Linked DNA regions of Pan troglodytes: region 1 is linked to region 2. The links are chromatin contacts, called in public HiChIP or PLAC-seq maps. All regions are on one chromosome and are shown on one strand. The core of a region is the stretch at or near the end of the contact, and the rest is flanking DNA. Distances in the headings are between cores, read along the strand shown.

Region 1 (4,794 bases), core at 1,517-4,016, 400 kb before region 2:
CTGGGAAAGCTGATTGGGCTGGGCTGGGTGGTATCCTCAGCCCCTAGGGCTCAGCAGGCATCTTGTGTATTCACCCTCTAATTTGGGTTTCTCCAGGGAACAGGCACGGTCTCCTGGTACCCAACAATACCACCGACCAGGAGCTGCAACACATTCGCAACAGCCTCCCAGACACAGTGCAGATTAGGCGGGTGGAGGAGCGGCTCTCAGCCTTGGGCAATGTCACCACCTGCAATGACTACGTGGCCTTGGTCCACCCAGACTTGGACAGGGTGAGGCAGCCCAACTTGACCCAAGAGTCACAGGGCCATCCTAGTCAGTGGTTAGCCACTGTTCTTTCCCAACAGGCAGGAATTAGGGGTCTCTCCTGTGGTTTTTCTATATGGGCTCTTGAGTTTCAGGTACTCATTGGAATAGTGATAACAGAGGCCTTATCAAGTGTCAGAAAGAAGCTGGGGAGGGTATGAATCCTTCATGATTGGGGAGATTGAACCATCCAGTCCTGCATCCTGGGCCAGGATAGGTGATTGACTGTTGAACTTTTGACTGTGGGTGAGAGGGGAAAGAAGTGATATTGAGACCAGCCTCCAGCTGTTCAGGGCATGCATGAATATTAGGGGCTTCACAGCTGCCCTTGACTCTGCTCTAAGCTGTACTTCCTCCTTTCTCTGGGTGAGGCTTTCATATGAGGTACACAGGAGAAATGAGGGGCTCAGGGAGCCAAGGTCTGGATGCTTCTGGGCATGGAGAACCTTGGTTCTGGGGCTGTAAGTTCTGAGCCCTGAACACAATATCTTTGACTGATAGGAGACAGAAGAAATTCTGGCAGATGTGCTCAAGGTGGAAGTCTTCAGACAGACAGTGGCCGACCAGGTGCTAGTAGGAAGTTACTGTGTCTTCAGCAATCAGGGAGGACTGGTGCATCCCAAGACTTCAATTGAAGACCAGGATGAGCTGTCCTCTCTTCTTCAAGTCCCCCTTGTGGTAAGCATTCCTGTCCTCTGAACCCCGTCTCCCGAGGCAGATCCTTTCGCCTAGTGTTTGGGAGTCTGGGTCATTACCTGCCACAGTTTGGTACTGGGGCTGCAGGTCAGGGAGGAGCAGGGTTTGGGGAGAGTCTTCATTGAGGAGGGAGAGAATTTGGTGCCGTGACTCACATTGAGCCCATCCCTTGGCAGGCGGGGACTGTGAACCGAGGCAGTGAGGTGATTGCTGCTGGGATGGTGGTGAATGACTGGTGTGCCTTCTGTGGCCTGGACACAACCAGCACAGAGCTGTCAGTGGTGGAGAGTGTCTTCAAGCTGAATGAAGCCCAGCCTAGCACCATTGCCACCAGCATGCGGGATTCCCTCATTGACAGGTACCTGGGGCCTCTCCTTTCTTCTGCTCAGGGTTGGGGGTTAACTTGCATTTTGAGAGTATGGGGAAAAGATGTCATCTAGAATGGGAGCCTACCAGTTTGTTCTGGTAGCTTCTCGAGTGTGAGAGCATATCTGCACACTGCTGAGCAGATAAGAGCCAGCATATTCAAAAAATATTTCTTGAGCATCTGCTAATCCTCATCTTTGTGGTTTTTCAGGGCTAGGATACTAGAGCAGTAGCTGCTTGAGCAGCTTGTCAGAGCTGGTCCGGGGATGAGGGCTGAGGCAGGCACCTTGAGAGTGAGGTGGGCTCTGTGAAACAGCTACTGACCGTGCGCTTTCCTTTCTCTTCAGCCTCACCTGAGTCACCTTCCAAGTTGTTCCATGGGCTCCTGGCTCTGGACTGTGGCCAACCTTCTCCACATTCCGCCCAATCTGTACCGGATGCTGGCAGGGAGGTGGCAGAGAGCTCACTGGGACTGAGGGGCTGGGCACCCAACCCTTTTCCACCTGTGCTTATCGCCTGGATCTATCATTACTGCAAAAACCTGCTCTGTTGTGCTCACTGGCAGGCCCTGTGGCTGCTGGCTGAGGGTTCTGCTGTCCTGTGCCACCCCATTAAAGTGCAGTTCCCTCCGGGCCATTCTGAATGTGATGTTTGAGGCCCTCAGCCTGTGTACAATCCCTGCACTCTCCAGTTGTTCCAGCATTCTGGGAAGATAGGGTGGGATGAACACAACACACAACCAACCCAGTACACCACCTCCACACACGCCATTCCCTTCTCCTCTACCATCAGGATGTGAGGCTTCATCCTGGGGCAAGAAACACTCTCCACTACAGTTCTCCTTTTTTCTTTTTTCTTTTTGAGGCAGTGTCTCCCTCTGTCACCCAGGCTGGAGTGTTGTGACGCAAGGATGGCTCACTGTAGCCTTGACCTGTTGGGCTCAAGCGATCCTCTCGCCTCGTTTATTTTTTTGTAGAAACGAAGTCACTGTGTTGCCCAGGCTGGTTTATACTCCTGAACTCAAGCGACCCACCGCCTCGGCCTCCCAAAGTGTTGGGATTACAGGCGTGAGCCACGGCGCCCGGTCTAGTTCTCACAGTTTTCACCCGACTTCTGCGCCGGTCTTCTCTGGCCTTGAAAGGCAGAGAGTCCGTTCCGATTTTCCCCTGAGCTGGGCAAGTCCCCTGTGAGAGCTCTGGGGCATCTGGCTTCGGGGCATTCTTTGACTAAGGTGGATGGAGGTTGCAGGTCCTTTCCTGGGTGGGCGTGGGGCGGGGCAGCGGGTTCCCAGCGTCGTCCTGGCCTGGGCGCCTTGGAGGCTGTTGGGGCGCATTCCGTCCCCTTGCGCGGGGCGGGGCCTTGAGGCGCTGGGGCGGGATTGGCGGGGGACGGTCGCGGAGCCCCGCCCCGGAGCACAGGGTCGAGTCCCTCCTTTCCGCTCCAACGCACGGAGGGTGAGGTCGGTGCGCGGTGGCGTCACGGCGCCAGCTCCTCCCGACGCCGAGGTGGGTTCCGGGAGACCCGCGGGTCTGGCTGCGAGAGGTGAGGGCAGAGCTGGGGCGGGGCCCTAGCGGGGTGTCCCGGCGACCCAGACCTAAAGGGCTTCTCTTCTTGCAGACCATGGGGGCTCAGCTAAGCGGCGGCCGCGGCGCCCCGGAGCCTGCGCAAACCCAGCCCCAGCCCCAGCCCCAGCCCCAGCCCCAGCCCCAGCCTGCGGCGCCGGAGGGCCCGGAACAGCCCCGGCGTCCGCCCCAGCCCCAGCCCCAGCCCCAGCCCCAGCCCCAGCCCCAGCCCCAGCCCGAGCCCAGCCCGTGGGGGCCGCTGGACGACGTGCGCTTCCTCATCGCCTGCACTTCCTGGTACTGACGGCGTCCTCCGGAGGATGTCGCCCGTCTGTCCGCCGTCCCCTGTGGTTCTTGCCTGCCTTGTCTCCTCTCCCCACGTCCCTGCGTCTCTTACACCCCCTCCCACCCGAGGCTCCCCAGAGATAGCAGAGAATTCGAAGAGGTCGCCGGGGACTGGAAAGAAGTCCCGGCAGGGCCGCCTTCGCAGTCTACACCCCAGCCTGCTTCCCAGCCTACACCCAGACCCAGCTCAGACCTTTGTGACCACCCCATCCCTTTCTCCGGCTGGCTGGGTCGGGGGCATCCCTCTCTGTCGCTGGCTTCCAGAGGCAGGGCAGGCCTCCTGGTAAGCCCGCAAAGTTGCTGACCTCCTGACTTCGTCTGCCTTTTATTAATATCTGTATTGCTGATAACCGTGCTCTTGACTATGTGTCCCAGGTCATGGCACCAGGGGCCTTGACTTTGGAGAAGCCCGTGCCACAGTGACCCTCCCCATACTCCTGGGGGGGCTGCTCCCCATCCTGGATCGTAAGGAGGCATCATCAGGCTGTGTTCCTGGAACCCCAATAACCCTGGGTCCCCAGGGCCAGCCTGTTGTAGAGGGAGGCTATCTGACCGCCGGTCTGGCAGAGGAGATGGGTGGGCAGCTCCCAGACACCCCAAAGGACCCGGTTCTCCTCCCAGAGCGTCCTAAGGTTACTCTTGGAACCTGATCTTTGTTCCCTCATCCCAGGGAAATGACACACTCTGTATTTCTGTTTTATTTAGAAATGATTTAAAAAACATTATACAAAGGCTGATCAGTTTAAAATGTGACTGACACTGAAATGCTGTGATGTCCCCCAGGCTGAGGGGAAGCTAGGCCCTGGGGCCCCCAGTGCTTTGCCCCTCTGTCTGCCCTGTCCTGGGGTGATGGACAGATGACCACAGGTAGGAGAATCTGAGATTGGAAGCCTCTAGGCTGAGCCCTCTGGGCCTGGCCCCACATCCCTCACCTCTGCAGCCTGGGCTGCCTGCCTCCATCTCCTGTTCATTCTCAGCTGGCCTGCCAGGAGCCAACGGGGAGCCTGGCGGGAGGCGGGGGTGCCTAGAGCTTTCAAGAAGTGAGAGCACCAACCTGAGGAGTGGACAGGGACCAGGAAGTGGGGGAAGGGAGGCCAGGAAGAGGTGGATACAGGAGACACTTCTCATCTCATCTCAGACCCTAGAGGGGTCCACAGATGGGGACACAAGACCCAGCCAGCCCACTGGATGGCCCAGGCAAGTAACAACCTCTCTGTGCTTCATCTGAGGGCACGGTGAGAGTTACCGTCGGCCTCCCAGGGCCTAACACGAGTTTCATGTGAGTGGACAGGTGTGAGCTAATAAAGTGCTTTGCAAAGTATAAAACACTGTACAAACCTATGAATCACTAATATCTCCGCAGTTGTTCCCTGCCTGTCCCAGGGAGCCTGCCCTTGGCCAAAATGAGAAAAAACAAGGATGATGACAGGGGACACAGCGGACCCACATGGGCACCTCTGGGACAAGAGATTTTGCTTGAGACAGCTCCCAGGGCAGCAGGAGTCCCTGTCTGTGCTAC
Region 2 (5,380 bases), core at 2,472-4,971:
GACTCAAGTTGGTGAAACTAGGCAAGAGAGGACAAATTAGGAGGCTGCTTCCCTGGTAGAAATTCTGTATCTGACGGAATTTGGTGAAATGCATTCTGTGGGGTCATGGAAGAGGAATAGCATTGCTATTAGGATATGGATTCTGCAGTCAAACTGTCTTGGTTCAAATCCCAACTCCACCACTTTACACTTGATTGAATCCTGTCTTGCATTACTTGGTAATTGCTTGATTTATATTGTATCAGACTAACTACTATTTATTGAATGTGTACTGTGCATCAGGCATGTTATAGCGCATACTTATTACACACTTTAGACCTTATACAAACCCATTAGGCAAGTATTACTAGTCCTATCTTATAGATGGAAGAAAAGGAATCTCAGACAGGCTTAAAAATTTGCCTAAGACCCCACAGTAAATGAACAGCAGAGCCAGGGTCTAAATCTAGATTTTTCTGGATTTGATTCGTGGCTCATGCTTGTCCCACAACCAAACATCATGCTGCCTCCCAATGGGGGTGCAATTTTGACTCCTTGGCTAGGCGCAGTAGCTCATGCACATGTAATCACAGCACTTTGGGAGGCCAAGTCAGGAGGAAAGCCTGAGGCCAGGAGTTCAAGACCAGCCTGGGCAACATGGCAAAACCTCGTCTCTCCAAAAAATACAAAAAATTAGCTGGGTGTCATGGCGTCCACCTGTAGTCCCAGCTACCCAGGAGGCTGAAGCGGAAAGATCGCATGAGCCCAGGAGATGCAGGCTATAGTGAGCCTAGAACGGGCCACTGCACTCCAGCATGGGTGACAGAGCAACACCTTGTCTCAAAACAAACTATCTATCTATCTATCTATCTATCTATCTATCTATCTATCTGTCCTTTACCCAGACTGAGGGCAAGGGTAGGGGGATTTTCCTTATACCTTTTTTTTTTTTTGAGACAAAGTCTTGCTCTGTCGCCCAGGCTGGAGTGCAGTGGTGCTATCTTGGCTCACTGCAACCTCTGCCTCCTGGGTTCAAGCAATTCTCCTGTCTCAGCCTCTCGAGTAGCTGGGATTACAGGTGCCCGCCACCACACCCGGCTAATTTTTGTATTTTTAGTGGAGACGGGGGTTTCACCATGTTGGCCAGGCTGGTCTCGAACTCCTGACCTCAAGTGATCCGCCCGCCTCGGCCTCCCAAAGTGCTGGGATTACAGGCGTGAGCCACTGCTCCTGGCCGATTTTCCTCATACATTTTAACAGACATGGAACCATCTATCAGAACTTCTGAATTATTACTAATACAATCCCAGCCCGAGTTAAAAAAAATAAATAAAACAACTTGACATCGTAGTAACTCGTTCAGTCTTATACCGCGTAATTTCCATTAGGATGTCCGATATACTAAAAATAGATCGGGGACTCCATTACTAATCTGAGGACCCCAAGATGGGAACCAGACCCGTTATTGCCCTCAACAGTTCACAGGTTAAGGGTCTCAGGAGGCAGTGGCTGAGCTGGTGTGAAAGGGAAGCAAAGAAAGTTCTATTCGTGGCCCTCCTCCCTTCAAGGCTCCCGTCGCCCCTTAGAGACCCTCTTTTCGCCTCAGGAACTCCCCTTCTCTTCCCATGAAACTTTCACTCTCTTGGCCGACCTCCCCGTCCCAATCTCAAGGAACCTCACTTCTTCCCTCACGGAATCCCGCGTCTCCTCGCAAAAACCCGCATCTCCACCACGGACCCTCCAAGTCTGCAGGGAACTCCCCAGCTCCCATGGAACCCTCGTCTCCTCCCGGAATCCCTTTTCCATTTTCAAAGAACCGCAATTCTTCCTTCACAGAACCTCCATCTCCTCACCCACCCCTCAGCTTCCAAAGGGAGCCCCCGACTCCCCCAGGGAGCCCCCACTCTTCTCCTCACTGACACCCCCAGGCCCGCCCGGGCCGGGCCTCACCCCGCGGCTCCTCCACGGAGCGCCGGTGCAGCTCGCGGTAGCGCTGCAGCGAGGGGACGTGCGCGGAGCGGCTGACCTCGGGCGGCGGAGACCAACTCCGCGCCCGGCCTCCGGCTCCAGCTTCCTCCTGGCCCCGGCTCCCGCTGCCGCTCCGGCCCCGCTCCTCAGGAAGCCCCATCATGTCAAGTTCCTAGAACCGCGGCCGCCTTTGCGGTCGCGGCGGGTGCCGGGACTGGGAAAACAGGCCGAACTAGAGGCGGGGCCTCCGTAGAGGGGCGGGGCCTGGTGGGTGGGGGAGTGGCTTAGTCTGGCGGGTGGGCGGTGCCAGAGGGGGCGGGGCCATGTCTGGCTGGGGAGGGATCGAGGTTAGCAAGGACAGAAATACTATAAGGAAAAGTCGAGGGATAGGGGTGGAGCTGACTTGCCGGAAGGAGTGACGCCGTCGAGTGAAAGCAGAAGGGGCGGGGCAGGGTGTGACAAGGGAGAGGGTGGAACCGTGGAGTGCCAAGGGAGGGGCGGGGCCAGGCGGGACAGGAGAGGAGGTGGGCCCATGGAGTGATGGGGAGTAACCCGGCTGGTTGTGACAGGAGAGGAGGCAGAGCCATGGAGTGACCAGAGTGGGGTGGGGTCTTGGAGTGACAGATAAGGGGTTGGGTTAGGGCAAGGATCGAAAGGGAAAGGGATGGACTAAGGAGAGGAGTTGAGTAAGGTCCATCGCGGAGCCGCCCCGTGATCTGATTGCACAGTCCTATCACCAGTTCCTTCCAGGTGACACCCTTCCCTCCAGGTCCCCCCTCTCTCAGCCACACCCACATTCCCGTCCTCCGGAAAAACTTCTCCCATGACCTTGAGGGCATGCTCTGGCGACAGCATCTCCTCTCTGTTCACCCTGGAACCAGCTCAGATTTTCTCCCTCTTATGAGGACATGTCTTCAATCTCCTTGCCTTCACAAATCTCCATCCAGATCTAAAGTACAAGACTCAATAAGTGAAGACTAGGAGACACCTTCAGGTTTTTTGTAATAAGCCCACCTCCTAATTGCACAAATGGCAAACCCAGGAAAGGGAAGGAACTGGTGCACAGTCAGAGAGCAAATAACGACCAAGTTAGGGCCAAAGCTAGGTTCTTTGACTCCAGATTTGGTTTTACTTCCTCGTCAGGCTTGAAGCTAAGGCTTGTAAAATATCAAAGTCTGTGCAAATAGGAAAAATCATTCACATTCTCTTTATTGTTGTTGTTTTTGTTTTGAGATGGAGTCTCTCGCTCTGTCGCCCAGGCTGGAGTGCAATGGCACGATCTCGGCTGACTGCAACCTCTGCCTCCTGGATTCAAGCAATTCTCCTGCCTCAGCCTCCCGAGTAGCTGGAATTACAGGTGCACACCACCACGCCCAGCTAATTTTTGTATTTTTAGTAGAGATGGGATTTCACCATGTTGTCCAGGCTGGTCTTGAACTCCTGACCTCAGGTGATCTGCCCGCCTTGGGCTCCCAAAGTGCTAGGATTACAGGCGTGAGCCACCACACCTGGCCCACATTCTCTTCTTTCCTTCACAATCTCTTTACTCCACCAAGGGAAACCCCCACCACCACCACCACAACCTGGGCTTAATTACCTCTAGCTTCTCTCTAGCCCCTCCACCCCAGAAAGAAGTCAGGCAGGACCCTCCTCCATCTCTCACCTGCACTCACCACGAAGAAGTGCCCACCTCACCATCATTTCACAGACTGGCTGTCAAGGCAGGAAGGATTCTTAAATATCTAACTCCAAGAGTGATTCTGAGGCCTGAAGCGGGCAGCTCCCACCTCCTGAAGCCTACACAGGCCTTGTGATGCCATCTAGCCCAGCCTCCCTTCCCAGCTACTTCCCTGCTCTTTGCCCAGCTGACCGTAAACCTTGCACACCCTAAGCTGAAAAAAAAATCTCTCTATGGGAGACCGAGAGTCTGCCCAATCCCGAGGAGGGCGGGAATCTCAGGGCCCACTGAAGGAGTACAGACCTCTTGGGGTGGACATAGACCCCACCAAGGGGTCAGATACTTTCATCAAGGAGATATTCACTGCACCGAAGGGACACACACTTCACTGACAGTACATGGACTCCACTAAGGGAGCACAGATGTTGCTGGGGGTTCTCAGATCTGACTGAAGGGCCCTGGGCCCTGCTAATAGGACATGAATGGCTTTGAAGGGCACTTACCCTAGTGAGGAGACATGGATTTCCCCTAAGAGATACAGAGGATATAGACTTTACTAAGGAGACGTGGACCCTACCAGAGGACTCAAACTCCAGTGAGGAGCTGCCAACTACACTGTGGGAGTGGACATCACTGAGAAGGTGCAGACCTCATCAAGTGGGGAAGGGTCCCACCAGAGGGATTAGACCTCAGGGTAGTGTAATAGACCCTACAAACATCACTGAGGAGATAAGAACTCTCTGGGGTGGGGAAAGGCACAGACAATGGGTACACGTTTTGGTGATAGACTGTTACCCTCCCTGGGCACTCTTACCACACAGCTCTGAGTAGCCCTCTCCTTCCTATCCTCTCTCCCAAGTCCTACACCCAAACCCCAGAGCTGTTCCCGACACACTGCTTCCCCCTCTTGTCTATAGTTGCTACTGCAGCTGCTGTGTATATAGTAGATTTTTCAAGCACTTCAGGCCATCCCTGAGACTGGTCTGGGGTTGGGAAGAGAAAGGATGTGTGTATAGAGGCTTCACCAGCCCCCCTCTCTTCCTGTGGACTTCACAATGAAAGTTTGGAACAGAGACCTCGTAAAAGAAGGAACCTCCCTCATCCTTGGATATGGAGAAGTTCGGAGTGGAGAGAGGATGGATGAGTTTGGAGGGAATGAATCTACCAGATTAAGGCAATGATGATGATGATGATGATGATGCCATTTATTGAGTAGGTGCCAAGCCCTATACTAATCGCTTTCCATTCTGTTACTTAATCCTCATGACAACCCTCTAAAATGGGTACTATTATTCTTTCCATTTCACAGATGGGGAAACTGATAGAGAGACTAATTGTCTTGCCCAAGATTACACAGTGTTTGAGCGGTAGCAGAATAGAACCCAGACATCCAGAATATGGAGACCTATTCCCCACCTTGCCCCACTCCTGCCCTACCATCACTACCACCACTCCTTCTTTCTCAAAGTGTCCTTTCCAGAACCACATCAAAAACTCTTAAAATGATGGTAAATATTCAGGTTCCAAGGACCTCATCCCAGCCTACTGAATCATGATCGCTGGAGTGGAATCTGGGGATCCGCTTTCAAAGATCCTAACACACACTAAAGTTTGAGAATGTGGTTGAAAGAGGAGTCAGAAGTGTCGGGGTGCGGGAAGGGATCTGAGGTCAGAGGAGGGATCTGTTGTCCAAAGAGGCGTCTGCAGTCAAAGAGGCCTGGAGATGAAGCATGGGCTGGGGTTTTCAAAAGGGTT

The links. HiChIP or PLAC-seq counts read pairs in DNA pulled down with a chosen protein or histone mark.
Region 1: an H3K4me3 HiChIP or PLAC-seq map of stem cell-derived excitatory neurons shows a contact between it and region 2, with 4 times the contacts expected there. The contact joins the promoter of MMP24OS here to the promoter of ACSS2 in region 2. A contact is called at or near these places in 1 of 7 Hi-C or Micro-C datasets (stem cell-derived neural progenitor cells) and 1 of 1 datasets of contacts at active chromatin or transcription factors (stem cell-derived excitatory neurons).

Annotation. Positions count from the first base shown.
Region 1 is chr21:41,512,003-41,516,796 of NHGRI_mPanTro3-v2.0_pri, reverse strand. MMP24OS (MMP24 opposite strand) reads left to right here and starts at 2,766. Exons shown (of 4, transcript XR_676210.5): 1 at 2,766-2,910. It overlaps MMP24 (matrix metallopeptidase 24), which reads right to left. Exons shown (of 9, transcript XM_016937754.4): 9 at 3,961-4,794. It overlaps EIF6 (eukaryotic translation initiation factor 6), which reads left to right. Exons shown (of 7, transcript XM_001164516.7): 4 at 97-272; 5 at 808-984; 6 at 1,179-1,360; 7 at 1,716-2,004. The coding sequence ends at 1,725.
Region 2 is chr21:41,110,073-41,115,452 of NHGRI_mPanTro3-v2.0_pri, reverse strand. ACSS2 (acyl-CoA synthetase short chain family member 2) reads right to left here and starts at 3,721. Exons shown (of 20, transcript XM_016937745.3): 1 at 3,621-3,721. The coding sequence starts at 3,648.